Linked DNA regions of Mus musculus: regions 1, 2, 3 and 4 are each linked to region 5. A link is a contact called in public ChIA-PET and HiChIP or PLAC-seq data. All regions are on one chromosome and are shown on one strand. Each heading gives the region's core, a stretch centred on a gene start, on an enhancer-like site or on the middle of the called end of the contact. The rest is flanking DNA. Distances are from core to core; before and after follow the strand shown. Region 1 has its middle 11 kb from the start of Gm46343. Region 2 overlaps Kidins220 (kinase D-interacting substrate 220). Region 3 has its middle 34 kb from the start of Gm36441. Region 4 holds the start of Kidins220 (kinase D-interacting substrate 220). Region 5 has its middle 60 kb from the start of Gm29835.

Region 1 (5,723 bases), core at 2,630-5,129, 600 kb before region 5:
GAGTTTCAGGGACTAGGGATTCTGACCCGATAGGATCTGGTTCCTGGGTCAAATCTTCCCCGCTTACCAGTGTCCCATGGTACTTTCTGCCCCCTCTTGTCTCCTCTGTCCTTCAGGAAGGGCAAAGCTATAGCTGAAGCAGCTGGAAGGTGATTGGAATATTTAATCATGGCTTCTATTTCTGGGTTTTTGACTTTTCTTGCCTGAGGTACAGTGAGAATGTAATACAAAATTTGATTAGAGGAAAAACTAGTGTAACCGGTTCAGCCTCTTGAGATAAAAATGTGGTAATATTACTTTCATACTTCTAATAAATGTATTCCACTCACATACACCCTTGCAGAGTACTCTCTTGAAGGTCTTCCATGATATGAATGCACACTTGTGGATGGGAGTTGGTCCCTCAACACGAAGGTTCAGTCAATGTTAAGCCATAAGGGGAAAGCATCTCATGCCTTGTGATGTAGTTGTGTATCCCTCCTGCTGGGTGTCACTCTTGGATGTAGATGGTCCTGCACAGCTCCACAGTGGCCACAGTACCAAGCAGCTGAGGTCCCATGTTCTCCGTTCCTGTAGAGATAAAGATGATAGCCCATAGTGACTACACAAAGATACAGTTCTTTCAGGTCTTAAGTTTTACCTGAAGTAGGGCTCAGTATTGGGGCTATACTCAGAGGAGGTATCTGGAGAAACTACCCTTATAGCAGTTTGACCCGGCTGTATATGTAGGATATGTGAGAGCCACCACAGTGGGCTTCAGGCTTTAGATTGAGCCCGAGTTGACACCTGGCTCTCAGTGACTCTCTAGTGTCTTCCTCTTTGGAACCCACGGAGTTTTCTCTCAAAGGCCTTGGGGCTGGCTTCTGGTCCTTTTGAGTGACCTTCATTTTCAGTGTCTGCATTCTCTTATGAATCTGTGAAGCTCTATTTCAATACCACTTTTTCATACCATGGGGAGAGGCTGTTTGCTTATGTTCAATACAAAATATTCACTGTCCCTCCAGGGAATCTTCCCTGAATGAAGAAGGGATGTTTGAAATGATGGTATCTATCTACCCCCAACAAAGTGTGTGGCTGTGACTGCAGCTGGGGGAGGGAGTAGGTGGCAAACAGTCTTTGGCATTCAGTTCTGGGAAATTCAAAGCCCATAGACTGAGATTTGCATGCCACATTGTCCTTGGTTTGTCTTCAGACCATTCAAGGCCAAAATCTTTCAGTCCTCACTGGCTGGAAGGTTGACTTATGTCTCTGAAATGCCAAAGTTGGTTTCTGGGGTTGAAGTCATTCCTTTTCCAAATGATTCAAAATTTGAAGGAATATTTAAAAATTGTATTTGAAATTGACATATTTAGGACAGTTTTCAAAAAGATTAAAGTTGTGATTCCTATAAATACAAATGGATACCTGAAAATAAAAATGAAGCTTTAGTTCAACTCATTAATCAAAGGACCAATAGGAGGCTGCAACTAATTTAAAAAAGAATCCAATACATGCATGCAGACACACACACATACACACACACACACACACACACACACACACACAGAGAGAGAGAGAGAGAGAGAGAGAGAGAGAGACAGATAGATAGATAGACAGACAGACAGAATCATTAGAGGGAATTTACAAATAGTTATGAACTGCTCAAAAAGCCATGGCACATGACCCCAAGCATAATTTGCGTGCCTATGGATATGACTCAGGTATTTTTTTAATATAAAGGTAAATTTTCTATAACTTATAGGTGTAAAATGATTCACACATAAGGAAAGTGAGCCATAACTTGGAACAATTTGGCAAGACAAAGAATAGTCTCTGTTTAGTTTTTGTCTATTCTGGAGCCTGACACGGTTTTCATAGATACTTGTTTCTAAGTTCACCTGAGGGATGATGGTCTCCTGGCAAGCTGTATCACAAGGAAGACACTTACACAGATTCACAGGCACTTGTTTCAGGTTATTCTTAGGACCACACTATGCTCTGTTCCTCCTTTTTTTTCTGTACAGTGTGATGCAGAAAGCCCAGACCTGAGAACAGGGCTGTGTTCTCAGTGCATGACTGACTTGCGATGCTTTTTCAGAGCACCTCTGGTCTGAACTTCAAGTTCTCTCTGAAAAGACGTAGGTAGTATTTTAGAGACCTCACCTTGTCTCTGCATCATGGGCTTAAGGAGACCTCTCCTTCTGACTGCCAAGAAGTTTCATGTTTGCAAATCCATCTTTCACTTTAGAGCACATAGGATCTCACCTCCACAGCTCTGTGATGCCTTCTTCACTGTACACAGGCATTTACTGGCTCCATCATCTATTCAGAAGCATCATCCAGAGGTCCCAAGTTCATGATGTTTCTTATCCTTCACATCAGCTCTAGCCCAGCTCTTCTTAGCTTTACTTCCAATGCACCTGTCCAGCTCAGCATCCTCAGAGTTTCTAATGTCACTACTGTGAGCCATGCCATGCCAGATATTTCCTGGTTTACTCTCAGGATCTCTTGAGCTTACGGAGTCTTCCTACATCCAGTCAGGCCCTCTAAACTTCCTGCAGAAATATTCAGGGTGACCTTCTAAAATATGCATGTCCTTTGCTTAAAATCTTTAATAAGTTTGCATTGCAACAATAAAAACTCAGTATCCCTCCTATGCCCTGAAATGCTGTGTGGGATTTGTTGTGTGGCTTCCCTCTCCATCTCTGTGTCCTCCAGCTGACAGGCTCTCTGATTCCATGCCCTGATTCTTTTCTGTTTCTGAGGGGGCTATGCTTATTCTTCCTGTAGTGACACAGGACACCCTCAGTCTAGGGTGTTCTTTCTGGGACTCAGATCCTCAGCTCAAATGTCACCTTTTCAGCACCCCACCCCCCGACCTCCATTGTGAGTTTATCATACTTCTTCTCACCATCTTGGCTGCATCTCTTTCTGATTATTTCTCACACCTTAGCCCCTTCTCTTCTGCACCCCTGGTCTCTTACCTGCTTTCCCTGTTTCCTTCCCTTCTCTTATTTATAATAGACCACACCACACATCTGTACCTCTGTGGCTTGCCTAATGTTATGTCTTTTACTGAATAATTTTATATGCCCCATTCTTGGTGTCACAGTTGATGGACATGCTTATTCATATTTACTTATCTCTAAAAAGCTGCACACATCCAGCCGAGATAAATTGATGTCAGCACGTTCATAGCTCTGGTTACATGTATCTACAAACCCATGGTTCCTAGTAGAGGCAGAGAATCTCTTTTGCTGTGCTAGATACATACTTTGTTCTTATCCTTAAATCAAGAAACCCTAATGCCAGTCTTTTATGTGATTAGAGAAACAAAATGAAGTGGTTTTTTTTTTTTTAAATAAGAACAGAATGTAATACATCTCGTGATTTCTTCCATGTGACCTATTTCCCTTTGTTCATATACACACTGACACATTTTCTTCTATAGTTTTTATCTTCTCCCCTAGGAAGATAAAACAGCCCTTCATGATACATATTAATTTTAGAATCATTAAGTAATTAGAAAAACCAGGTGCGATAAATATAGAAGTCATTAAAAAGTTCATAGAATAGTTTGACTTTAGAAGGACTTTGTGCTTAAAATGTTTCATTCTAACCATGAAAAATTGACTGGATCCAGATGACAGAAAAGGAAAATGGGCAATAAAGGAAGGTGGGCGGTGTGAATGGGAAAAGTCGCCCTTGCATGGCTAACACAGACCCTGGCTTAATTTCCACTGGGTGGTGTTATGTTTTAGGTGTAAAATGTCCCCCATGGGCTCTTGTACCTAGCTTGGTTCCCAGCTGTTACTGTTTTGACAGGTTATAGAGCCTGTGGGAAGTGGAGCCTAGCTGGAGGAAGTGGGAGATGGGCCTTGAGGTTTATAGCTGAGCCTCACTTCCTGTTCTGCTGTGTTTCCTGGTCTGCTGACATGCAGTGAGCATCCTCAGGCTCCTGCTGCTATGCCTTCTTCACTGTGATGGCCTGTGCTCTCAAACAATGAGAGAGTCCAAGATGGCTTTAGTAGCAGACAGATTTTTCTTTAAGAATGCACTGGAAGCAGGGGCAAGGTATGACCATTCCAGCAGCGTCATGGAGGAAATGATGGAGCCCAGACCATCAGAAATTATTTACGCTAGAGATTACAGTCATCCTCAAATCTGAATTGATCCTCAGGTGTGTACTGCCTGCATCCAGCTACCCTTGTGCTCTGTCTTGCTCATTCTCAAATCTACAGAATCAGTCTTGAACTTGAAGGAGGGAAATATGGAGACACCGGCTGGGTAGTGAAGGCCACCTTCTCTCAAAGTTCACAGAGTCAAGGTTTTGTTTTACTGCTTATGAAGGCTGGAAACTTTAGTCAAAGGGAATAATTCCAAGGAATATATAGTGTTTTACATGGGTTGTGTTAAATAACGCAGAAGACATTCCTGGCACACATGAGGTAGAGTGCCAAGGATCTGACCATGGCCAGATGCTAGGGATGGTCTTCTATTGCCATCTGTTTTCTCATTTTCTTAGCAAATACTATACTTATTCATTAGAAAATTAAAAAAATATTTATTAACTGGGGTCCACTGGTAACCAGGGACTTCTCCAATCAGGATTATAAATTAAACAATTTGTGGAATTATTTCCTACCTTGCCATTCCTATAGGGCTGTAGTGCCCTGAAGGACAGGGAGGGTGCAGAGTAAGCAGGTTTAGTGTGGGCTAGCTCATATGGAACCTGAGGGCAAGGAAGGAAAGATTGCTAATGCTTACTTGGCTTGCGTCTGTATCATTTCTTTACAAGGAGCAATGTTTCTTTGTAAGTTAAAACCTCAATAAAAAGAAACAAGAAGCCTTGCAAAAAGCTCTGAGAGTTCCAACCTTAGACACCTAGTGCATTCCCCCTATGTCTGACTCAAAACTGGGATGTGGCCTTGTGGGGAAAAACATTCCCTAATGGATACCAACATTTTTTGAGTATATACCTTTTGGAAGAACATGTCTGAAGGGCTAGAAAGGCAATAAACCATGACCCTTCTGTCCTTTAGTTGGCAAAACAAAGTAGCTCGCTTCAGAGGGCACTATAGGGGTGGGTAGAGATCCTTCCTTCCTTCCCTCTCTCCCTGCTTCTCTTTCCCTCTCCTCCTTTCCTTCTTTCCCAGAGCCTTGAGCATTGTAAACTACGGCACATGCTCTGTGATGAGCTCCACCATCCACTTGGTCTGACATTGAGCTTCTTCGGAACAATGAACAGCATCAAAGCTCAGCACTAAAATTTCAGGAAACATGTCCTCCACGTACTTTTGAAGGATGTAGCCAGCTCTCATCCAGGCACAACATTTGGGCTTCAATCAATCACAGTGGCTGTTTGGATCATGCTTCACGCTAAGGCCAGCCCAGAGCTTGGACCAATGGAGCAGTCTCCACATCCCATTCTCTTTCCTGTGCAGCCTCTAAATGTGGTCTGCCAAATCACTGAGCAGAGTGTTGGATCTACCACTCTTGCTCTACGTGTAGCCCAATTCTTAATTCTTATTTCATCGAGTTTAACTTTTTAAAAATCTAATTCCTGTGCAGTTTTTACTAAAACCATCCCAAGATGACCAATAATAGCAAGTAATGTGTGCTGCTGTGTATGTTAGGAGTCAAATGCCCTTTTTCAATGTGCAAGGTGCTAGGGTAGGCTCCATTATAAGCAGCTGGACTTTTAGAAAGATGGTAAATCTCCTAGCCTATGTTCAGGGGCATGC
Region 2 (5,318 bases), core at 2,807-5,306, 900 kb before region 5:
GGGTTTGCACAAATGCTTGATAACATACCCAAGATTACAGTATGTTTACTGCCATGAAAGTGCCTGCCTCCTCTGTTCAGCCTCTGTCTCTCCCAGCTCCAGTCAGACCCTGATGAGTTCACTATCTCAGTATCTGTGTCTTTCCCATGATGTCATGTAGTTGCAACCATGTAGCATGTAGCCCTGTCATATTGGTTTCTTTCATCCCTTTTGTAGCTTACAATTGCATTGCTTTTTAGGCCTGAATAATATTGTTGCCTGGAAGAAGAGTGTACGTTTATTCAGTTTCCCACAGAAATATATCTTGTTGATTTAAATATTAGTAGTTATAAATAAAATTGCTATAAGTATCTGTGCTCAGGTTTTTGTGTAGATGTAAGTTTTTAGTAAGTAAGTTTTAAGTTTGGAGTAAATACCAAGAATTGTAACTACTAAGCCTTATAGCTTGAATATATTTAACTTTGTTAAAAACTAGATGCCATCAAGGAGCCAAGAGTAGTGCAGCCACCAGTAGGTGTTTTGGGTGGAATTCAAGTCCAAGGTTTTTGTCATTCATAGTCTTTAGTTTTGACAAGTAAGTCTCTCAACCTCTTCTGTAGTCTGTAAATTCCTATCATAGCATCCCTTGATGACATCCTGAGAATCAAGTGCTATCAGTCATAACTGAAACCCCTACAACAGGTTTAAATGCCTGAAACCCTGAAGGGATTTCTTTTCCTCCATTGGATGGATTTCTCTTGTGCTTCTAAAGGGATGTGCCTTATCTTCTGGTGTCTTCTGTGCCTTGTGCAGGTCCTGAAGTGTGAGGTGGAGCTGATGGCCAGGATGGCCAAGACCATCGACAGCTTCACGCAGAATCAGACGAGGCTGGTGGTTATCATTGACGGCCTGGACGCCTGTGAGCAAGATAAAGTGCTGCAGATGCTGGACACTGTACGTTTCCGCTGTCTCCACACTTGTCACTGTGGCCACGTGGGATGCATGACTTCACAAACTATCTCAGTGGGATGAAAACTGTGCTGCTTATTTAAGAAACTCTGCTTTCTCTAGTGAATCTCTCGCTCACAAGAACTATGTTTTAAAATTCAGAATTATAGCAAAAGTTAATGTTTGATCAAGAACGATTAAGTCATTTCAGCCTGATGGCACTTTAGGAAGAAAACACAGCAAAACCTCACAGAGAGCATCTCTGAGTGACAAGTGTGGCTCAGTATGCAGCAGTCATGTTTGTCCTCTGAGAGGACAGAGGGGACCAGGAGAATTTGTAGTGCTGTGATCTGAGGTTTGTTATAAACAACAGTGGTTAACTGAGTATGCAGAACTCACATGTGCTCACCGGAAATTGCCATGTGTTGATCTTACTTCTGTGTAAGCTGCAGGTGTCTGGGGAGGAACCCACATTAGCAGTTCCCTTTGTTAGTTGTGTCACTGTGGGTAGATGATAGCAATCTAAGATTGAGCCATCTATAAAAGTTGTATATATAGAGAATAAATTTTGATGAAAAAATGAATGATATTAAAAATATAGCACCAAAGGATAGTACATATTTTAAAAAAGATATTTCTTGTATAATTTAAAAATTCGCATCACGTCCATACCTTTCTTTTACCACAGGTCCGAGTTCTGTTTTCAAAGGGCCCTTTTATTGCCATTTTTGCAAGTGATCCACATATTATTATAAAGGCCATCAACCAGAACCTGAATAGTGTGCTTCGTGATTCAAATATAAATGGACATGACTATATGCGCAATATAGTTCATTTACCAGTTTTCCTTAATAGTCGTGGGCTTAGCAATGCAAGAAAATTTCTTGTAACTTCAGCAACAAATGGGGACATTTCGTGCTCAGAAGCAACAGGTAAGTATCAAGCCCTAGAGTGCTCAAGCTTGAAGGCAGCTTGTAGAAGGAGGGGTTTATTTAGCTATGCTCCAAAGGGATAAGAATTCAGCACCGTTATGGCGGGAAGCGTGGCAGTGGGGCTGGAGTAGCAAGCTGAGAGTTCCCATCTTACACTGCAAGTAGGAAACGGAGAGCAAACACAAAGGCATACATCTTCAAACTCTCAAAAGGCATCTCCAGGGACACACTTCCTGCAGCAAGCCTCATCCCCTAAGCCTCCCAAGCAGCAGCCTCAAGTGGGGCCCAGTGTTCAGACACAGGAGGCTCTGGGAGAAACTCATTTTAACCACCACAGTGCTGTCCCAATGCTTTCTTCCAGGAGTGCAGGAGGATGCTGACAGAAGAGTTTCACAGAACAGCCTTGGGGAGATGACAAAGCTTGGTAGCAAAACGGCCCTCAACAGAAGGGTAAGGTGCCATTCCTGCCGTTTAATGGTGTGATTGAATTTTCCTTAGAGTGTTGGGGTTGAGCCTTTCAAAGCCTTCCGCATGCTAGGCAAGTATTCTGCCACTTAGCTATATCCTGACTCTGATTTTTATTTTTTTAGCAGTCATTCAAATAAAATTAAGTTTGTGGCACCTAGTGTTCTTCTGTAAACAATGCCTAGTGTTCTCTGTAAACAACGCCTAGTGTACTCTGTAAACGCCTAGTGTTCTCTGTAATCAACGCCTAGTGTTCTCCTGTAAAGGCAAACACGAAGCTAAGCTCTTGAGGTCGGTGCGGAGCTCCCTTTCAGCGTCAGCTGCCTCAGAGCTGCCTGGAGGGTAAAGACCTTCATCAGGGAGGAGGCCCCCACCCCGCAGCCTCTTCCCAGATCACTGCTGACTCTGCACCTAAGTAGTAAGATTTCCTAGCCAGCAAATGATCGTGGCCTCACGTTCGTTCCTGAGCAGGTGCCGGCCCTACTTTTTTTTTTTTTTTTTAATCTCTTTAGGTTCTTTCTCTTTGCCCAATGTTTACAAGGTCTGGATTGTAGTCTCCACGCCCAGGTGTGATTCAGGGCCCTTCCCAGTCTCCCTGGGTTTCTGGTTCAGTGCTTCAGTCTCTCTGTCCACCCATCTTATTTGTAGAGCAAAACCAGGTGTATTTATTTAGGCTTGTAAAGTGGGAAGGTGTCCACAGGCAGGGGAGCTTTGCTGATAATGTCACTTACGGATGGCTGACGTGGGCTCATACTGGCATTGCCTGTTTTCTTGTTTGCTACCATCTGGACATTACTTTGGTTTTGTTTTGGTTTTGGTTTTGGTTTTGGTTTTTCGGGACAGGGTTTCTCTGTATAGCCCTGGCTGTCCTGGAACTCACTTTGTAGATCAGGCTGGCCTCAAACTCAGAAATCCACCTCCTGAGTGCTGGGATTAAAGGTGTGCACCACCACGCCCAGCTTTTTTTTTGGGGGGGGGGCATTACTTTTTAAACCTTGTGTCTTTGGCTTTGTGCCCACATGCTTTGCAGGATATGAATTCAGAGATAATATGAGTGACAAATGATAGCGCCAAGGTCAGGGGGGTGTGTGATGCTGCATGTTGGATTTCTCTCTTGGCAGCCCAGGTTCTTGGGGACCTATGGTTTCATCTACCTTTCCCATGCGTCAGGACTCGGGGGAGTGTTCTTCTCTTAGGAGTGGGATACCTTAGCCACTCCAGCCCACTCTACAGGGTGCCTTCAACTCTTTGAGGAAATGCCAGGGAAGTTAAGAGTGGCTGTGCCTGGGATAAAATCGTGTTACACTTTAAAACACCCTAAAAATAGAGATGCTGAATCCCTAGAACCATGAAGGAACTTACCTGCTTTATTGTTTTATGGCTCCTAGTACGAGGCTTTATGGAGCTTGACCGTGATTTTCTTTACAGAGTTCTGTGCACTTCTTATCTGAGACATTACGTTTTCTCTAACACATGGGATGCCTGCCTGCCAACTCTACTGAGTCATTGCTCTGGAAAGTGCCTCAGAAGTGACTGTACTTGACTAGCCTGCAATCTTTCTCTTTGGTTAATATTGTGAATTCTGCTTTTCTTACCCACTGAGTTGGCTCTGCAGTCTGTTTTGTTGGTCTTACCATAAGCGTGCATGTTAACTCTCAAGGATGGGTGTTTCTCACTGGTGCTGTTGTTTCAGGATACTTACCGCAGAAGGCAGATGCAGAGAACCATCACGAGGCAGATGTCCTTTGATCTCACAAAGCTGCTGGTTACTGAGGATTGGTTCAGTGACATCAGTCCACAAACCATGAGACGGTTACTCAATATTGTTTCGGTGACAGGTGACTTTTGTTTTTCAAGTTCTGTGACAGATAATAAGTTTTATTTTGTTTATATTGTTTTGAGATAGTAGGCATTGAACTCAGGGCTTGTGCAAGCTCTGTGAATGTTGTGCTATTGAGTTGCACCCCCAGACTCACCATAAGTTTTAACGTTAACAGAGCACTTTGAGTGTGAGCTGTGTTGGTAGTGGTAGATGATAGTAGTAACTTTTTTGTAATAGTACTTGACAATCTGATATCACTTGGGAATTTATCTTAAAAGTTCATCATTTTAAAGTTCTTTTACTTTATATTTAGGCTAAATTTATATAATTTATATAACTGAGCACATTAATATTTGTGCTGAAATTCAGATTTTTATATACTGCCATATTATTTCAGTTTTTCTATGATAATTTGAATAAAAATATTTGTAATACAATGGAGACTATTAGCTAGGCAGTGGTGGCCCACATCTTTAATCTCAACACTCTGGAGGCAGAGACAGGCATATCTTTGATCAGGTTCAAGGCAAGCTTGGTCTACAGAGTGAACTCTAGGTCAGCCAGAGCTAAACAGAGAAACCCTGTCTCGAACCTCCCAAGCCTGCCCCATTCCCCAAAAAGGAGCTTATTGCTATGACTGAATTCTTTGTGTGGACGCTGCTCTTCTGTATGTTAAGGCTAATTAGCATGAGAGCAGTCATAGACACACTTGCATTTTAACTTCTAGAATGTGTGTCTTTCCTTACATGGTATTGCTTGGTACCTTCTGGTGTTTCCTAGTGTTGACTCTGTCAATTGGAATTGCATTTTATACTAAGTTTAGGGCTCCTGACGTAAACTGTATTATAGGTGGGGGTCATACCTAAGATAACATTTTATAGTTATAAATCTCTTTAAATGAGACTTCAATCTTCCAATGCTGGTTCGACAGAGGAACTGTTTCCTGATATTATTGCTAACACCGACATTCTCACTTGACAATATGTCTTATCATCCTTCTTATGCCCAGAGTTGGTCTGGGCATGGTAGAAATTTAACAGGAAGTAAGATAGCACCCCTCCCACTCAAGCACCTCCCTTTCCCTGGAACTTCTCCTGGCTCTGCCCCTCCTGGCTCTGCCCCTGCCTTGGCCCTGCTTCTGTTCTCAGCAAAGCTCCTTGGTAGAGCACACT
Region 3 (5,876 bases), core at 111-2,610, 680 kb before region 5:
AAGGGGACTTCCTGTTAAGTCCGGTAAGTTCCCAAGGAAGGGGGACCGCAAAGGCTGTTTGGTTACACTCACCCAAGAGATTCTTCATTCGAACCCTCCTAACTAACCTTCCTGGGTGCATTTCCCAACCAGAAGGAACAAATCCCAAAGGGCTCCTCGCCCAGCTCCTCAGTTCGTGTTTTAGTGCTGAGGTGAAGAGCGTACTCTCTGCCTTGCATCCACGTGTAAGTACACCCTTCTCTCCCGTCTCAGGGCAGGAGGAACTGCTGGTGGGTCATCCAGGTGACTCACACTGCCTTAGTCCACCCATCCCTACAGAGACACAGAGATGCCTAACAAGGTCACTGGTCTCTTTCTTTCTTCAGTCTGGTCTTAACACCATGGCAGCACCTCCTTTTTCGTGAATCTTTTCCCAGCCAATCCCTTCTCCACGGGGATGGCCCAGATTCCCCTCCTGGGACTCCAGGCAGTAAAACTGTCCTAATTGGCTACTGTTTCCTCTCTCACCACTCTACTCTCTCTGGCTAGGATATCCCTGGAAGCCAGCAGCCTACTTAGCACTTGCCAGCCCAAGGAAACTGACCCTGTGGGTATAAAACATGCCCGGCCAGGCCACACACCACAAGACTTTTACACCCCTCCCCTGTGTGTTTTCATTGCAGGTTGGAGGAGGATAATGTGGAATGGTAGAAATGGGCCTTTAAAATAGGATGGCTTAGCCTTGCCTGGCTCCCTTCGTATTTAGCACCTGCAGGCAGGCCTGGCAGGATCTGCAGGCTACCTGTAAAACAGAGAGAAAGGGGACTCTGGCAACTTCCCTCTATGTGACTGCTAATGCTTGAGGTATACAAGCCATAGGCAGGGAGAAGGTGGGGAGTCAGTCAAGACCCGGTTTGACAAGGGTACTTGAATTTGAGGGCTTCCTGACTTCTCTGACTCTCAGTTAGCTCATCTGTTAAATGGGTTTAATCACACTGCCTACATAGGAAAGATGTAGAAACAGTCCTAATAAATGTCCACTGACAGAAAGATGTGTAAAGAAAACATAGCATCTACAAAGGATGGAATATTATTTAGCCCTCAAGAAGAAGGAATGGGTAAGCCTTGAGGACATTTACTAAGTAAAATATGCCAGCCATAGAAAACAAACACTATATGATTTCATGTACTTGTGGCATTTGGAAGTAGCCACATTCATGGCCTCAGTGAATGGAATGATACCAGGAAGTGGAGAGAGAAGGGAACAGACAGGAAGTTTCCCTGATGCTGAATGTATAAGCTATAGACATTGGGCCTCCAGTGAGCAGCAATTTCCTGAATACTTGCATGTCTGTTAACACGGGCAATCTCATATTGAGAGTTCTTACCACAATAAAAAAGTCATCTGCATGGGAAAAACAATATTACCCACATCACAGAGCTTGCACAGTCTAAGACAGCGTGCCAAGAATATATGCATTTGGTAGTTGGTAGCTGTGCTTGCTGGTAGATGGCTGGGTAAGTCCTTAAAGAGGAAGAATCAGGCAGGTAATGTTATACGAGTTGGGTTCTTTAGACTTCTAATTTATTCTCTCACCCTCACAGTGTCATGTGACTCATATCAGGGACCTTCCAGCTTGTTTTAGACAGGGTCTCTGTGGTTTTTTGCTACACATGCTGGTTGGCTTATGAGCTCCTGTCTCTGCCCCTTGTCTCTCTGTAGGAGCGTTTTGGTCAGATGTGCTGTGGCATCCATCTTTTACGAAGGTTCTGGGATCTTGTGTAGAAAGCGCTTTACCCACTGAGCTATCTTCCAGCCTCTCACTCACTCTCGAGGTCTTAACATTGTGGAAATGTCTTATATATCATTTCTGACCATCATAAATTTAAGTATCGATTAGTAATCTCTTTTATGGAAAAGTAGATTCATGTGTTCCCAGCACACTTTAAAGAGTCAAAATACATTGTCACTTGCTAATTTCTGGCAACAAGGCCAAATCTTAAATAAAGAATTAGATATTTAGGAAGCAGAAACTGAGGTTTCTCAATCTCGCTGAGTTACCCACCCCCCCTCAGTGTATGGTGCAATGAGTGGCTCACAAGCTCTTATAGCCACTAAATGATGTTCTCCTCAGCCCTTGGGCACCCGTGGACACGGGGGAGTTTGGGCTCTGGGCTGTGAGTGAGGAGTGAGCTTGAGATCTGACAACTGACACCTTGGCATCCCCATCCCTTGTCCCATACCAAAGCCCAGGAGTTAAGAAAAGGACCACCCACTTATCAGTGAGTGCATATCAAGTGAGTCCTTTTGTGATTGGGTTACCTCACTCAGGATGATATCTTCCAGATCCATCCATTTGCCCAAGAGTTTCACAAATTCATTGTTTTTAATAGCGGGGAGTAGTACTCCATTGTGTAAATGTACCACATTTTCTGTATCCATTCCTCTGTTGAGGGACATCTGGGTTCTTTCCAGCTTCTGACTATTATAAATAAGGCTGCTTAATGAGCATAGTAGAGCATGTGTCCTTATTACCAGTTGGAACATCTTCTGGGTATATGCCCAGGAGAGGTTTTGCTGTGATATTAGCCTAGAAACTTAGAATATCCAAGATACAATCTGCAAAACACAAGAAGTCGTCTTCTTCTTCTTCTTCTTCTTCTTCTTCTTCTTCTTCTTCTTCTTCTTCTTCTTCTTCTTCTTCTTCTTCTTCTTCTTCTTCTTCTTCTTCTTCTTCTTCTTCTCCCCCTTCTCCCCCTTCTCCCCCTTCTCCCCCTTCTCCCCCTTCTCCCCCTTCTCCCCCTTCTCCCCCTTCTCCCCCTTCTCCCCCTTCTCCCCCTTCTCCCCCTTCTCCCCCTTCTCCCCCTTCTCCCCCTTCTCCCCCTTCTCCCCCTTCTCCTCCTTCTCCTCCTCCTCCTTCCCCTTTCCCTCTTCCTCCTCTTCCTCCTCTTCCTCCTCCTTCTTTTCTTTAAAGATTTATTTATTTATTATATGTAAGTACACCGTAGCTGTCTTCAGACACTCCAGAAGAGGGAGTCAGATCTCATTACGGATGATTGTGAGCCACCATGTGGTTGCTGGGATTTGAACTCAGGACCTTCAGAAGAGCAGTCAGTGCTCTTAACCTCTGAGCCATCTCTCCAGCCCTGACCCCTTCTTTATTATGAACTCTACAGCACTCTCTGTATCCAACAGGGGACAAAGACAGCAGGCAGCATGACATGCAATGTCTTTTCAGATAGCAAGTTGGTATTGTTGAAATGTTCTATCCCAGCTCTGCACTTTAACTCCCAGGAGTTCACTTCAGGATCAGGGCAGGTCTGTGAGCACTGATTCCCATTTTTAAATGTATGGGAAAGAAACCATTTTAATGTCTAAGATAGAGGCATCAACAATAAATTCTGTCATTTACATACATAAACTATTTAAAAGCTATTAAAATTGATTTAGGGGCTTGGAAGATATCCCAGTTGTGAATCCAGACTTGGACCTCAAGCATAAAGATCTGAGTTCAGATTCCCCAGCATAAATGTAAATGCTGGGCATGGTGGTGTGCATCTGTAACTCAGTGCTGGGGTGTTCGGGGCTGGGTGTGTGTGCAGACACAGACAAATCACAGAGCTTGATGGACAGCCAGTCTAGCCAATCAGGGAGCATTAGTTCAGTTAGAGATTCTGTCTCAGAAAATAAGGTAGAAAGTGATAGATGGAAATCATCTGACATTGAGTTCTGGTCTTCATGTGTACCTGAATGCATATGTATGCACATGCACAAACACACAAATAAAAATTAAATCAGCTGAGCAGTGGTGGCACATGCCTTTAATCCCAGCACTCGGGGGGGCAGAGGCAGGCGGATTTTTGAGTTCGAGGCCAGCCTGGTTTACAGAGTGAGTTCCAAGACAGCCAGGGCTATACAAAGAAATTCTGTCTCAAAAAAAATTTTAAAAAAGAAAAAATAGAAATTAAATAGAAATTAAATCAGTTTAAAGAGTGGCTAATAATATGGAAAGATGCTAATGTTGTAAACTACTATATCTAATAAAACATGTAAAAACAAATGGGTGTAGACATGTCATCTATATGAATTCATGAATAGAAGAGATGGGGGAAGAAGGGGAGAGAGAGAGAGAGAGAGAGAGAGAGAGAGAGAGAGAGAGAGAGAGAGAGAGAGAGAGAGAGAGAGAGAGAGAGAGACTCTTAAATGAACTTTCTGGCTAGTGACCACATGTGGGCTGGTGGGCCCATAAGGTTAATAATATGGAGCTGGAAAATTCCTATCAGCCAGTAGCAGCATGGTTACATTCTCTGTAGTTCAACCCACTGCTTAAATTACTTATGCATTTGTCATCAGAAGCTTGGCTGCATACATGAATACTTAACATTGCACTACAGCTGCCTACAGCATCCAGTGCGGCATCATGCTGGATGGGTATACAGCCTAAGAGAGATGGGCTGTGCCATGCAGCTGAGGCCCAAGACACTGCTCTGTCTAGGTTGGTGGTGAGTATACTCTGGGGAATTTACACAAAGACACAATTGTGTAAGGTCCATTTCTCAGGATGGATCTCCATCATTAATATATGCCCAGATATATGTATTTGTGTGTCTGTGTGATTATGTGTGTGTCTGTGAGTGTGTGCATGTGTGTGTGCATGCGAGTTTCTCTCTCTCTCTCTCTCTCTCTCTCTCTCTCTCTCTCTCTCTTTCTGTGTGTGTGTGTGAGTGTGTGTGCATAGGAAAGAATATACCAAGACATGAAGAATGGCTCTACCTGGCCAAGAGACATTTGTAACCAATTTCCTTTTCTTTTCCCAGAATGCTCTGCTTTCCTTGAAATTTTCTATAATGATGTCTGCCCTAGAAAATATTTCAAATTGATTCAACTAACAGAAATGACTCAGCCACTGAGAATGCAGTGTGCGTCATTCCAGATCTCCTTCATGGAACCTCTGGAGCTCGGCCCCTCAGCCTGGTGCTGTGGACTTAGGCAAAGGTGCCCCCAAAGCCACTGTTCCTTCCCTGACATCTGGGCCAGAATGAGAATGCGGCCTCTTAGCTTCTGCCTCCTTCTCTGGACCAGTTATGGATCCAGAGGCCAGTTAGAAACAGAGAGGAACACACTGTGGGCTCTAGCCAAGTCTGCGCTGGCATTCCAGCCCCACCGATAAACAGTCTCTTTATCTCCCAAGGTCTTGCCTCATCTATAAATTTGTGAATAATTCCACACACAGAATCTAAATGAGTGGAGGAGTAAGAGTTTAGCACTATCACCATACAGCAACTAGCCTGTGTGTGAACATGCATTCCTGCATGTGTCTGTGTGGCATGTGTGATCTCTCGTCTGATAAAGGGTCCTAGATGGCTTTTGGCATGCACTTCTGAAAGCTTTGGATACATTTATGAATTCTATTTTTACAACTTGCTGGCCTTGTACCAGAAGAGGGCTGTGGGAGACTCTTGGTTCTGTGTGGACGGGTTCGTTTCTGCTTTCCTCTCTTTAAAGAGAATGTAGACAAGGCTGGTGGGAAGTCTTCAGTGTTCTCTGAATTCGCTTTTTTGTCTGTGTGATGTGTGCGTGTGTGCACATGTGGAGGACAACCTCCAGTGTGAATTGGTCCTCCCCTTTTACTCCATGTGAAACAGGGTCTCCTATTGCTGGTTCCTGTGTGTGTAAGGCTTACTGGCCCCCAGGCTTCTAGCAGCCTCCTGCTTATACCTCCCATCTCACTGTAGAAGTGATGGGATTGATTATAGATCAATGCTACTATTTCTGGCTGTATGTGGGTTTGGGGGATTCAAACATAGGCTCTCTTATTTGTATAGCAAACACATTACTTACTGAGCCACCTTTTCAACCCTGAATCTACTCAGGAGACTTCATGCACCTCAGCCTA
Region 4 (5,786 bases), core at 71-2,570, 940 kb before region 5:
GGGTTTCACTATGCAGCCAGCCTCTAACTCACAGAGATTCCCCCTGCCTCTGCTTCTGAGTGCTGAGGGCAAAGGTGTGTACCACGAAGCCCAGTGTGTCTATTAGCAGAAAATACTGGCCAGTTTGCCCTGGCAGGGTTTGAAGGGGAAGGCAGGCAGAACAGGGCAAGGTCTGTGAGGGCACGCCTTCCAAGAGCCTCACTCCCAGGTGCTGTGGGGAACGGGCTCCACGGATGGGGGGGGCAGTACTGAAGAGTTTAACTGAGAAGTGCTTAGTGTCCTGACAGATAAGAAGAGTTCTGGGTAGGGAGAGGAGTTGAGAGAGTCGGCAGCCCATGGGGGAGTAAAAGGTTTAAAATAGATCTGAGTGATTAACACAGGAACTGCTTAGACAGTATGGGGTGATATGTGAGATAACTTTCCACTTCCTGTGGGGGTCCCACTCACTTCCGGAGATGGATCAGGAGGGAGCCTATAATATCGGCCATATTGGGGATGAGACTGACCGTGGGCAGAACTCTGGAACTCTGAATTAATTAAGGTAGGTGGAACCTGGGAAGGAGTACCATGCCTGGAAGAAGACTAGGAAATGGGTGTCAGGAGGCCCTTTGAAGGGAATATTGCCAGGATGGGGTTGCTGATGGTGGTCAGGGATCAGTTAATAGCATTTGGTGATACTTCTGCAGAGGTGGGAAGAGCAAAGTCTGGAAGGGCCTTGGGGGGTTGGGGCGGGGGGTCCTCAGCTGGAAGGAGGCAGTATGGACGTCTGCGGAGGCAGTGCATTCTTCCGATGATGGAGAAGGCAGATTTCGGACTTCTGGACCCTGGAAGGAGGAACTAAGCGACTTTCATTTGCAAAGTGGGCAATGGCTTCCAAAGTTGTAATTGTTGTTTATTTCTCTGAATTATTGCTTATAATGCCAGGTACGGGTTATAAATTAACTTTCAAAAGCGCGAATGACAGGGAAAAATATTGCCTGGGGCACCTGTGAAAAATACACTAATTTAGCTGGGTCAGCTGGGAGGTGGAGGCAGGAGGATCGGGAGCGTAAAGGTCATTCTTGGCTACATAGCAAGTTTGAAGCCTGCTTGGGCGACTTTGACTCTGTATCAAAACCAACCCAACCCAACCCAACCTAACCCAACCCAAACCATCTGAAGCCAAACCAGGCAAAGAAGCAATGTTTCCATTCCTTTAAAATAGAGGGAAGGGCGTCCAAGCCACTTCAGCACCTGCAACTCCTCCCACACTGCCCCCTCCAGGAGGCGTGGCCACAAGGAGCACCGCCCACCACACGACCACGTGACCTGTCAGTTCCTGACTCCTAGGAAGATGGCCGCCGGGCGTGGTGCGGGCATAGCTGTGTGCTCTTGGCGTCTTGTCCTCTGACAAGGTCTGCGGCGCTGTTCTGCAGAGCTGAGGGCGCCGTCTTCGGCCAGGCCGTGACACGGTCAGTGCGGAGGCGGAGAGGTCGGGTGAGGCAGAGCGACAGTGTCCGAGGCTGGGGGAGGGGGGAGGGGAAAGGGAGACGAGTCTGTCGGTGGCACCGGAGAGGGGGAGGGGGCCGGGATCGGAGGCTGGGTGCGGGGCGTCCGGGCGTCGGGCGAGGTCGGTGCAGCCAAGCGCGGAAGGCAGGCGCTCCGGTGCGGCGTTCTCCCGTGGGCACTGACTCCAGGCCCAGGCCGCTTTCCTTGTTGTCACACCCATCACTTAGTGAGTCCCGCAGCCGGTGCCCCTGAGCCTTACCTTCTTGGTTGCTTTGCTTTCCAGGGAGGAGAAGTTGTTTTCTTCTGTGCTAAATTGCCGAACCCACTGCCCCCATTGTCCTGTGCAGGCTTTTAAACGCCTTGCAAGATGCCCGCAAGCCCCCGAATAGAACGCGTCCATGTTTGCTTTGTGGGGATTTGTATACATTTTTTTTCCCTAGGTTGTCTTCACGTTTAAACCATTTTAGACCATTTTCTCATTAATAACTGTTTGTGGAGCTCTCTGCCCCCTAGAGGTGCTTGCTAAAAATGCACCGGTTTTGCTTTTCAGAGCTTCCCATTTCTTGGTGTGGGGTGTGGCTGAGGAAAAACCTCTTGGAGGTGATTCTGATGGGTTAGTCCCCCGCTCTCTTTTTGACGCTACGAAAAAACAAAGCGTCTACAGTAAAAGGAAAAGACACATAATCTATTTTTAAGGGCAGTTGGGTGTCTGGTTCAGAGCCAAGACTGGAAATGCTGTGGCAAGGTGCGTTCTTTGTTCTCAAGCTTTACAACGACAGTCAGTCAACTTGATCAGACCGACTTGGGGGTCCTTGTTAAAAATTTGTTTCTGAGCTTCACCACAGGCCTGCAAAAATGGGACTATTTGGGTCAGGAGACAAATAATTGCACACCAGTTTGAGAATCCTTTTAAACACTCTGAGAATGGTTTCCAGATTTATCTTTGGCATCTCGTTTCCATAAATTCTTTTCTCTTTTTCATTTTTTTCTACCTTCCCTCCTTCCCTCCCTCCCTCCCTCCCTCCCTCCCTCCTTTTTCTCCTCCTCCTTCATCCCCCTCTTCTCCTTTTTTTCCTCTCCCTCCCTGGTCTTCTTAATATGTAGCCCTGGTCTGCTTGGAACTGATAGAGATCAGCCTGCTTCTGCCTCCCAGGCCCCTGTGCCACTACATCATTCTCTAGTTATCAGCTCTTTAAGGGTATCCCCACAGCCCCAATCAATTCTAAGGTGGCTGGTTGGAAGGGGCACACATATGTAACGAAATGCCTGCTGCCTTCTTTCCTAGACTTTCCCATTTCCTCCCACCTCTCCTCTTTTCTTTCCCTTCCATCCCTGCACGCATGGGTGCTCTTTCTCTGGTGTTCATGACAACAACACTAACATTGTTTTTCTTTCCCAGTCACATGGTCGTTTATTATTTTCCTTATCTCTGGATATTTTGTTCTGTCCAAAATTCAAACTTTGGGAATTCTATTTGGTTAAACGTAATGTCTTGCATTTCTTTTCCACTTTAATTGCCTGATTCCTTTCCTGTAGGCTGTCTGTTTTGGTCCCTAACTTGTGCCTAGAGTTCTGATTCTTTTTTTTTTTTTTTAAGTCTATATTGTGTATGCATGCACTGCTAAATTATATTTTTCTATATATGATCCCGTGTGAGCCTGCCATCCCCTTTTCCAGCTTTTGTTGAAGAATGTCAGTTTTATTTTTCTTCACTGAATTCCTGAATGTTTGGAAGGCACAAGCAGAAACCTTGGGGAAAGGAGGCTTCTGGGGTTGAGGAGAGGTCAGAATCCTGGGTAGCTTGATGACCTGTGTCTCAGGGGCCACACTGAGGCCGCACTGACGAAGAGACTTTCTCTGTTCATAGCTGTAAGCTCACTCTCTGATGATTGTGGTTTTACTTACACAGCATCAATCGTGGCCTGGACAGTTGTGTTTTTAAAGATGCATTTATTGCATTTACATGAGTACACTGTCACTCTCTTCAGACACACCAGGAGAGGACACCAGATACCATTACAATAGTTGTGAGCCACCATGTGGTTGCTGGGAATTGAACTCAGGACCTCTGGAAGAGCAGCCAGTTAGTGTTCTTAACCACCGAGCCATCTCTCCAGCCCTGACCTGGACAGTTTTAATTCCAATTCTGGACTGGCCCAGCTTATCTTTTGAGTGTCACATGTACAGATTGTTGTTATAGCCTTGTGTGCGGCTTATGGTAGAGAGTATGCTGTTGAGGGTGAAGGGCCCTCTCTGTGGACAAAGACACCCAAAAGAGGCTTCCTTATGTGTCTATGTCGTTACTGAACTTGACCATTCCCTCATGAGATCCTTCTTGTTCTAGGCCTGTAATGGGTTCTGAAGACATAACCGTGGAGACAGACTGTAAGCTTAAAGAGACACATATCTAAGCCATTGTGGACGTTGAAGCCATAGCTGTCACTTGTATGCAGGATATGTTTTGGATTATTGGGAGTATAAATGCTGGCATTCCAGGTTGATGAACATGGGCAAACTCATGATTCTACCAACACTGGGTTGGTTCTACCTTATGGTACTACCAGGCACTTCTCCAGCTGTTAGAAACTGAGTGGTGAACAGAGCCCTGATTCTTACTGAACTCTTTGGTGGAGTAGGGAAAGCAGGCTAAATAAGTAACTGGTACGTGGAGTCATGCTAAACACTATCCTGAAGAAAGCTAGTTATGGAATGGTGGTAGTAGTGGGAAGCAAGAGCTGTTTTATATGTAGAGGCTGGGGATGCTCTGGTCAGGTAACGTTTGTATGGAAACACAAGATGGCTTGAATAAAGTGAAGTGGAGACTGGTAGGAGATGAACCTAGGAGAAGGAGCAGTTTAAGCAAAACTAGAGCTAGGAGTGCCATGCCATGCAAGAATATGACACTGGCTTTTATTTTTTTATTATTTTCTTTAAATACATTTCAAATGCTATCTGGAAAGTTCCCTATACCCTCCCCCTGCCCTGCTCCCCTACCTACCCACTCCCACTTCTTGGCCCTGGTGTTCCCTTGTATTGGGGCATATAGAGTTTCCAAGACCAAGGGGCCTCTCTTACCAATGATGGCCGACTAGGCCATCTTCTGATACATATGCAGCTAGAGACACGAGCTCTGGGGGTACTGGTTAGTTCACACTGTTGTTCCACCTATAGGGTTGCAGACCCCTTTAGCTCCTTGGGTACTTTCTCTAGCTCCTCCATCGGGGGCCCTGTGTTCCATCCAATAGCTGACTATGAGCACCCACTTCTGTGTTTGCCAGGCACTGGCATAGCCTCACAAGAGACAGCTATATCAGGGTCCTTTCAGCAAAAAAAAAAAAAAAAAAAAAAAAAAAAAAAAAATTCCACCAGAGAACTCCTAAACCTGATAAACAGCTTCAGTGAAGTAGCTGGATATAAAATTAACTCAAACAAGTCAATGGCCTTTCTCTACACAAAGGATAAACAGGCTGAGAAAGAAATTAGGGAAACAACACCCTTCACAATAGTCACAAATAATATAAAATACCTTGGCATGACTCTAAGGAAGTGAAAGATCTGTATGATAAGAACTTCAAGTCTCTGAAGAAAGTAATCAAAGAAGATCTCAAAAGATGGATCTCCCATGCTCATGGATTGGCAGGATTAATATAGTAAAAGTGGCTATCTTGCCAAAAGCAATCTACAGATTCAATGCAATCCCCATCAAAATTCCAACTCAATTCTTCAACGAATTAGAAAGAGCAATCTGCAAATGATAGCAAAAACTCTTCTCAATGATAAAAGAACCTCTGGTGGAATCACCATGCCTGACCTAAAGCTGTACACAGAGCAATTGTGATAAAAACTGCATGGTACTGGTATAGCGACAGACAGGTAGACCAATGGAATAGAATTGAAGACCCAGAAATGAACCCATACACCTATGGTCACTTGATCTTTGACAAGGGAGCTAAAACCATCCAGTGGAAAAAAGACAGCATTTTCAACAAATGGTGCTGGCACAACTGGCAGTTATCATGTAGAAGAATGTGAATTGATCCATTCCTATCTCCTTGTACTAAGGTCAAGTTTAAGTGGATCAAGGAACTCCACATAAAACCAGAGACAGTGAAACTTATAGAGGAGAAAGTGGGGGAAAAGCCTGGAAGATATGGGCACAGGGGAAAATTCCTGAACAGAACAGCAGTGGCTCCTGTTAGCATTTTGAGTAGTTGTAATGCTGCTTATGTGGTTTTTAGACCCCTCCTTTCATATAGCACAAGCATTTTCAGTCAGTACAGTTTTTTTTTAAACATTTG
Region 5 (5,817 bases), core at 1,031-3,530:
ACTTTGCTCCTTCTTAGAATTGGGAACAAAGCATCCATGGAAGGAGTTACAGAGACAAAGTTTGGAGCTGAGACAAAAGGATGGACCATCTAGAGACTGCCATATCCAGGGTTCCATCCCATAATCAGCTTCCAAACGCTGACACCATTGCATACACTAGCAAGATTTTGCTGAAAGGACGCTGATATAGCTCTCTCTTGTGAGGCTATGCCGGTGCCTGGCAAACACATAAGTGGATGCTCACAGTCAGCTATGGGATGGATCACAGGGCCCCCAATGGAGGAGCTAGAGAAAGTACCCAAGGAGCTAAAGGGATCTGCAACCCTATAGATGAAACAACATTATGAACTAACCAGTACCCCGGAGCTCTTAACTCTAGCTGCATATGTATCAAAAGATGGCCTAGTCGGCCATCACTGGAAAGAGAGGCCCATTGGACACACAAACTTTATATGCCCCAGTACAGGGGAACCCCAGGGCCAAAAAGTGGGAGTGGGTGGGTAGGGGAGTGGGAGGGAGGGTATTTTGGGATAGCATTGGAAATATAAATGAGGAAAATACCTAATTAAAAAAAAAGACTCTATACCAGGAATTGCTTTAATAGTTGAAAATAAATAAATAAATAAAGGCTTCCCAAGTCAGAGGCAGTGAACTCAATTACCCTATGGAGCTTAGTCTCATTCCTTGTCTCCTTTCTTGTGCTCTATAGAAACTGCACCACCCCAGGCTCGCATGACCCACTGAAATTGGAAGGGCATAGTGTGTAGGCTCATCTTCCATAACCATGGAGGAGAAATGGCCTTCACAGCACTGCTGCCATTTCTACTTCCCAGTTAGTGCTGTCTCCCTTCCAGAGCAGGCCCATTTGATCCCTATGTTGCATCTGGCTTCCATAAGAGGGTGTGCGGTGGCCAGCACACTGCTGAAGCAGCAACAGTAGTTCCAGAATACATAATGTATTACACAGCAGTGGGCTTCTACCGGAGTGCCAGGGAGTCTGAGATGAGTTTCCTTTCTCTCTTGTTAAATATCTCCCTAATACAAAAACATACGTATCGTGAACGAATCTTTCATGCCATAGCTACGACCTTACCACCAGCCATCATTCAGATGATAATGGAACGCTGATGATATTAGGGGTGTGGCGGGGAAATGAATGAGCTGTTTACTCACCCAGGCAGTGCTCAGAATCTCTGGGTTGGAACTGAAATGGGACAGTGCTTGCCATAAGATGAGCTGTCCAGATTTTCAGCTTTCAGCATAATGGCTGGTTTGATGACTGTTTTACTTATTTTCAAAGACAATTTGGACTCTGTCCTCTCAAAGGGTCACCACTGAATGTCCATTTCATATGGTGGGGAGTCATTTTTGGATTTACTGTGTGGAAGAGTCTGTGTAGCTTTTGCTTTGGAGATAACTTCTTCAAAAGTAGACTACACGATTCCTTTCCTGTCTTAGCTGGGGGTGGGAGGGTTGAAATCCTTGTTAAGTGTAAAACCTGGGTGATGGGACTTTGTCAACAGTGCTACAGGACTGTCACTTGCAGGACTGGAGCTGCAGAACAGAAAGGTTTCTGGGTCACCTTTGCAGCCAGGAGCACAGGGATGTATGCCAAATCTGCCGTGACCACCCAGCTAACAGCTCAGCTCAGCTCAGCATGTGCTGCTAAGAGTCATGACAAATCACACAATTCCTTTCAAGTCTTTCAGGATCAGACATCAGAAATAGTTACTCTTTTAATTAAAATGGTCCTTTGACAATTTGATGCATGGATATAATGCATTCTGATGAGCCTTACCCCCAACTCTCCCCTATGTCGCTCTGAAAAATTCCTTTCCCACATTCATGTCTTCTGGGTTTTGGCTGCCTGTGACCACAGGTTTGAAGTTATTCATTGGAGCCGGTGGGCTCAACAGTGAGCATACATCTGAAGACTGTCAGTAGCCAATAGTTTACCCGCTTTTATTTTGAGACATCTCTCACTAAAGTCCTTGATCTCTACAATCTCATGCAGGCTTTGAACTTTTACCCTCAGTAATTGGGTATTCCTTCCAGTAGTTGGAATCACAAGGCTGTGTGTCCAGGCCCAGCTTTCTCCTTGACTCATTCATTAAGGGCAAGTGTATCAGTGCTGCCCTCACCTCTAGAGTCAGATGGGGCTTTCTTCCTCTCAGGAAGTTCCTGGTACGAATGAAGAAGAGAGGAACAACTGAGTGTGAATAAGCATAAGGAAATGCATGTGTGTAACTGTGGGGCTGCACTCCTGGTATCAGCAGGGGCTACATTTCCTCACTGCCTGGGGTTTCATGACTGAGCTACATGGAGCAGAACCCCCTAACTGTCTCTGAAACCCTTCCTCATTCAAACAAACACCAAAGTAAAAGAAATAGCTAGTGACCACTTCTAAAAACAAATCAAGATGGAGCTCTGTACTGACTAAATGTTTTGTTTTTGTTTTTGTTTGGTTTTGTTTGGTTTTGTTTGGTTTTGTTTTTTACAAATGATGAACTAATTAGGCTCTCGAAGAGAAAGATCAATGATAGCCACTAACGAATTAGAATGTTTATCATGATATACTACAATAAAAGTTGTTTTAAAACTACAAACCGTTTCTAGAACTTTCTGTCTGTAGTTCAAGCTATGTAAAGTGAAACTGGATCTGAGGTTTGCTGAACCCTTCACAGGATGTGGGGGTCTCAGCTGAAAGGCAATCCTGCTGGTTTCTGTGCAGTGGAGATGAGAGCAGAGTCACTGTGGAGGGCACATCCTCTTCCCAGGAAGCTCTTCGTTATTCTCTCTCCCTCTACTCTTCTGTGCCCACTCAGGGCAGAAGTCAAGATGGAGACAAAGGGCTTTAAGTGGCCACAGCTTTGGGCTCCTGACACCTGTTGCTCTTGGTTCACTCTCAACAGTGAAAGCAGGAAGGACTCCTGGGGAAGTGAGCTCCTTCAATCTCTGACACATTCTCTTCTTACCTTTGCCTTGGTCGTGAGATCTTACCACAGCAATAAGCAAGTAAGGAAGATCCCAATTCAGAAGTCTTACAACTCATACAAAGAGCAGCTTCCTGCAGCGGTTAATGCTGATGATTAGGTGACAAAATGGGGTTGACTTTGGAGGAAGCCAGTGTCACCATCATTTGTTAACTTGGGGTGTGCAGTGAAGTTCCCTGATTCAGCCACACCCAAGAGCAAGATCCTGGAGATGACTGGTTGATTGTTAGGGCTTCCTTTCTCTAGAACACAGGATGCTGCTGACTGAGAGCCAGCCTTGGCTTATCCTTAGTTCCCTTAATAGCTATTTATGGGCAGCCCTTGTATACGGCCTAACATCCTTTTGATTATCAAGTAAACCTTTGAAATATATTAACTTAGCAGACTAATGGCCTCTACTAAGACCACAGCTAAGAACATTATCAGAAAACATTTGAGGTCCATATCAGAGACTTCCCTGTTTTGGTGTGCCATACCTACCTGGTATTTTACACCAATGTATTTGGTAATCACCTTGATTTATGACTTTCTTTTGATCTGTGAATATAAAATTTGCATGTAACTGCCTCTGTGGTAGAATATTTTATTTGGAATATCCTGGGTTGTAGCCACTCATATTTCTCTCAGAATATACTTCCTCTTACTCATTTTGGAGAAGGGTTGCATTTTATATTGCCACAGGAAAAGGGGCTGGACCAGTTGTCATTTCTATATAGAATAGGTGAACTTTTTATGTTGTGATCCTTCTAAGCATCCTCTAGACCAAAGAGTGGTAGACATAATTTAAAAACTGACCTTTGACCTTTTCCTCTTTCTGGAGTTTGATCACAAAAGTAACTCATGGTACAGAGTTAATGAACATTCCTTTTTGGAATAACTTTATTTTGTGGAGGGGAAAAATCAGTTAAATTTAAAATTCTGTGGAGAAAAATTCACTTATTATGGAAAGAAGAAATCTGCTGAACCGCCCAAAAATAACTCAGGCAGTTAGCGTCCTCCAGCTTGCCTGTGCTACTGATACGCTTAGTTTACTACCTCAGTTCCATCTGCTAGAGGTACCTGCTCTCAGATGGGGTGGTATTTGCTCGCTGAATTAATGAAGAATATAGCATCTTTAGAAAAGTACACTGTTTTTGATGCATTATTTAACTTAGGTTGTTCACCACAAACTTTTGAATTAAATACACCAAATAATACAGACCACCTAGGCAAGCCAAATCAACCCCACACTGCCTGATAGAACACGCCTAAGCAGAATAGGGATTGTTTGAGCACTAACTTCTTTGTGAGCTAAATGAGATTCATGGGGCTAGAAGTCTAGACTTAGTGAAAACTGGATCTATTTTCAATATATCAGTGAGTCTCATCCTGTATCCTTTATTCAAACCGCATAGCTAGGAGAAAAACGATAATACATTTGAATGCTTTTACAATTAAGTCTTTAAGTGCTGTCAGAATCCATACAGTGGGACTGGTTAATACCCTTGATGGGCGAAGGTGAAGATGGTAAACATACTGGGTCTCCTTGATCTCTCAGCCAGTTGTGCAATGTGATGATAAAGAGAATGGAAGATTTTGGGTGTGAGCATGCTCCTCTTTTAGTTGGGGAATGACAGTACCAACCTCCTTGGCCCAGTGTAAAAAGCCTCGTTAGAGTGTGCAGCCCACATCCCCAAACTGTATACATTGTAAGGGTCAAGCAGTTAGCTGTAGCAACCCTGCTGAATGGGAAAACCTGCAGTCTTCCTTCATCAATTGTTTAGGGATAGGTGGGTTTCAGGAAGGACACTGCCTCATCTCTTCTGAATTCTGACAGTAATAACAGCTCCCCAAACAGAAAGATTACCCTTGCTGCCTTGATTTGAGTTTAAATATTTTTAGTTCCTTATCGCTACTTGCTTGCTTTTCTGTGTGAGGCAGTGGACTGTGCCACAGGACAGAAAAATTGGTAAGATTAAGCAGATGAAGGAACACTGGCAGTTCTCATAATTGAGAAAGGCAGGAATTTAAATCAACTTTGAACAGGTTCCTAACCTGGAGCATGTAACCACAATACTCCACTAAGAGGAGCATAACAACTGGTAAAGTAGCATAGAAACCCAGAGTTCTCCATGCTAATGAGGTATTTACCTGTCCCCCCCCCCAGGGTTTAGCCAATAGGCTTCCCTTGCCACGAATTCCTGCTTGCAAAAAGTATTTAAACCCTGGTTCACCCCGAGTAAGTCATATGTACCTCTTCCTGCCTTGAATAAACAGTTTGGACAATTAATGAATGTCTCTCTCATCAAGGACTGCCATAGGGGGAAGCCTTTGTCATACAGAGCCATGCCTAAGTCTTCAGCAGAAGGCCCCTCTACACTCCTGGCCCTCATTCTGAGCTAAGCCCAATCTCTCTGCCCTGGGCTCATCTCAGGCTCGAAGCCTGTTTCTCAACTCTTCGAGGTTCTCAGCTGTGTCTGGGTACCCAGTAGTCTAAGAATGACAGCCTTCATCCCAGCCTGAGCCATTTCTCTCCTAGAGAAACATGGGTTGCAGCCCCTATCTTAAGCTACACTTGGCCTCCCCTGAGCAGCTGTTGGTGTTCCTGTAGCTGGCACCCCAGTGGCAATAAAGAAACATAGCCTAGTGTCTCTATGTTTCACCTCCCCAATGGCAAAGCAAAACACAGAATGACACTACTGAAGGAATATTTTTATTGTCATTACTTTAGATTCATAAAGAGCAAGGTGTGTGACTCTTGATAGAACAAGAAGAGGGAGAGAGCAACTACTTTTGATTGACAGAGTACAGGAGACAAATGACCACAGAGCTACGTGGAGGCTCT

The links. ChIA-PET counts read pairs in DNA pulled down with a chosen protein or histone mark. HiChIP or PLAC-seq counts read pairs in DNA pulled down with a chosen protein or histone mark.
Region 1: an RNA polymerase II ChIA-PET map of memory CD8 T cells shows a contact between it and region 5, with 6 read pairs. The contact joins two enhancer-like sites. A contact is called at or near these places in 3 of 115 datasets of contacts at active chromatin or transcription factors (CD8 T cells, acute myeloid leukemia and memory CD8 T cells).
Region 2: an RNA polymerase II ChIA-PET map of memory CD8 T cells shows a contact between it and region 5, with 10 read pairs. The contact joins two enhancer-like sites. A contact is called at or near these places in 1 of 484 Hi-C or Micro-C datasets (nephron progenitors) and 2 of 115 datasets of contacts at active chromatin or transcription factors (large pre-B cells and memory CD8 T cells).
Region 3: an RNA polymerase II ChIA-PET map of effector CD8 T cells shows a contact between it and region 5, with 7 read pairs. The contact joins two enhancer-like sites. A contact is called at or near these places in 3 of 115 datasets of contacts at active chromatin or transcription factors (acute myeloid leukemia, effector CD8 T cells and large pre-B cells).
Region 4: an H3K27ac HiChIP or PLAC-seq map of large pre-B cells shows a contact between it and region 5, with 3 times the contacts expected there. The contact joins the promoter of Kidins220 here to the enhancer-like site in region 5. A contact is called at or near these places in 3 of 39 promoter capture datasets (the C10 cell line, cranial neural crest and pre-B cells) and 2 of 115 datasets of contacts at active chromatin or transcription factors (bone marrow-derived macrophages and large pre-B cells).

Annotation. Positions count from the first base shown.
Region 1 is chr12:25,312,297-25,318,019 of GRCm38.p6, forward strand. No RefSeq gene overlaps it. Among named protein-coding and RNA genes, the nearest start is that of Gm46343, 11 kb to the left of the region's middle. Within about 2 kb of position 3,880, at least 46 of the 459 cell types and tissues checked have an H3K27ac peak or open chromatin away from gene starts, as enhancers often do. A contact at or near this core is called in CD8 T cells and memory CD8 T cells, where this site is marked.
Region 2 is chr12:25,009,280-25,014,597 of GRCm38.p6, forward strand. Kidins220 (kinase D-interacting substrate 220) reads left to right here. Exons shown (of 32, transcript NM_001081378.1): 18 at 793-933; 19 at 1,616-1,859; 20 at 2,221-2,309; 21 at 4,018-4,162. Among named protein-coding and RNA genes, the nearest start is that of Gm36236, 36 kb to the left of the region's middle. Within about 2 kb of position 4,057, at least 89 of the 459 cell types and tissues checked have an H3K27ac peak or open chromatin away from gene starts, as enhancers often do. A contact at or near this core is called in memory CD8 T cells, where this site is marked.
Region 3 is chr12:25,240,486-25,246,361 of GRCm38.p6, forward strand. No RefSeq gene overlaps it. Among named protein-coding and RNA genes, the nearest start is that of Gm36441, 34 kb to the left of the region's middle. Within about 2 kb of position 1,361, at least 106 of the 459 cell types and tissues checked have an H3K27ac peak or open chromatin away from gene starts, as enhancers often do. A contact at or near this core is called in effector CD8 T cells, where this site is marked.
Region 4 is chr12:24,973,612-24,979,397 of GRCm38.p6, forward strand. It overlaps Kidins220 (kinase D-interacting substrate 220), which reads left to right and starts at 1,321. Exons shown (of 32, transcript NM_001081378.1): 1 at 1,321-1,451. It overlaps Gm36236 (a long non-coding RNA gene), which reads right to left and starts at 1,986. Exons shown (of 2, transcript XR_381341.3): 1 at 1,748-1,986; 2 at 1-1,502.
Region 5 is chr12:25,915,956-25,921,772 of GRCm38.p6, forward strand. No RefSeq gene overlaps it. Among named protein-coding and RNA genes, the nearest start is that of Gm29835, 60 kb to the right of the region's middle. Within about 2 kb of position 2,281, at least 26 of the 459 cell types and tissues checked have an H3K27ac peak or open chromatin away from gene starts, as enhancers often do. A contact at or near this core is called in CD8 T cells, effector CD8 T cells and memory CD8 T cells, where this site is marked.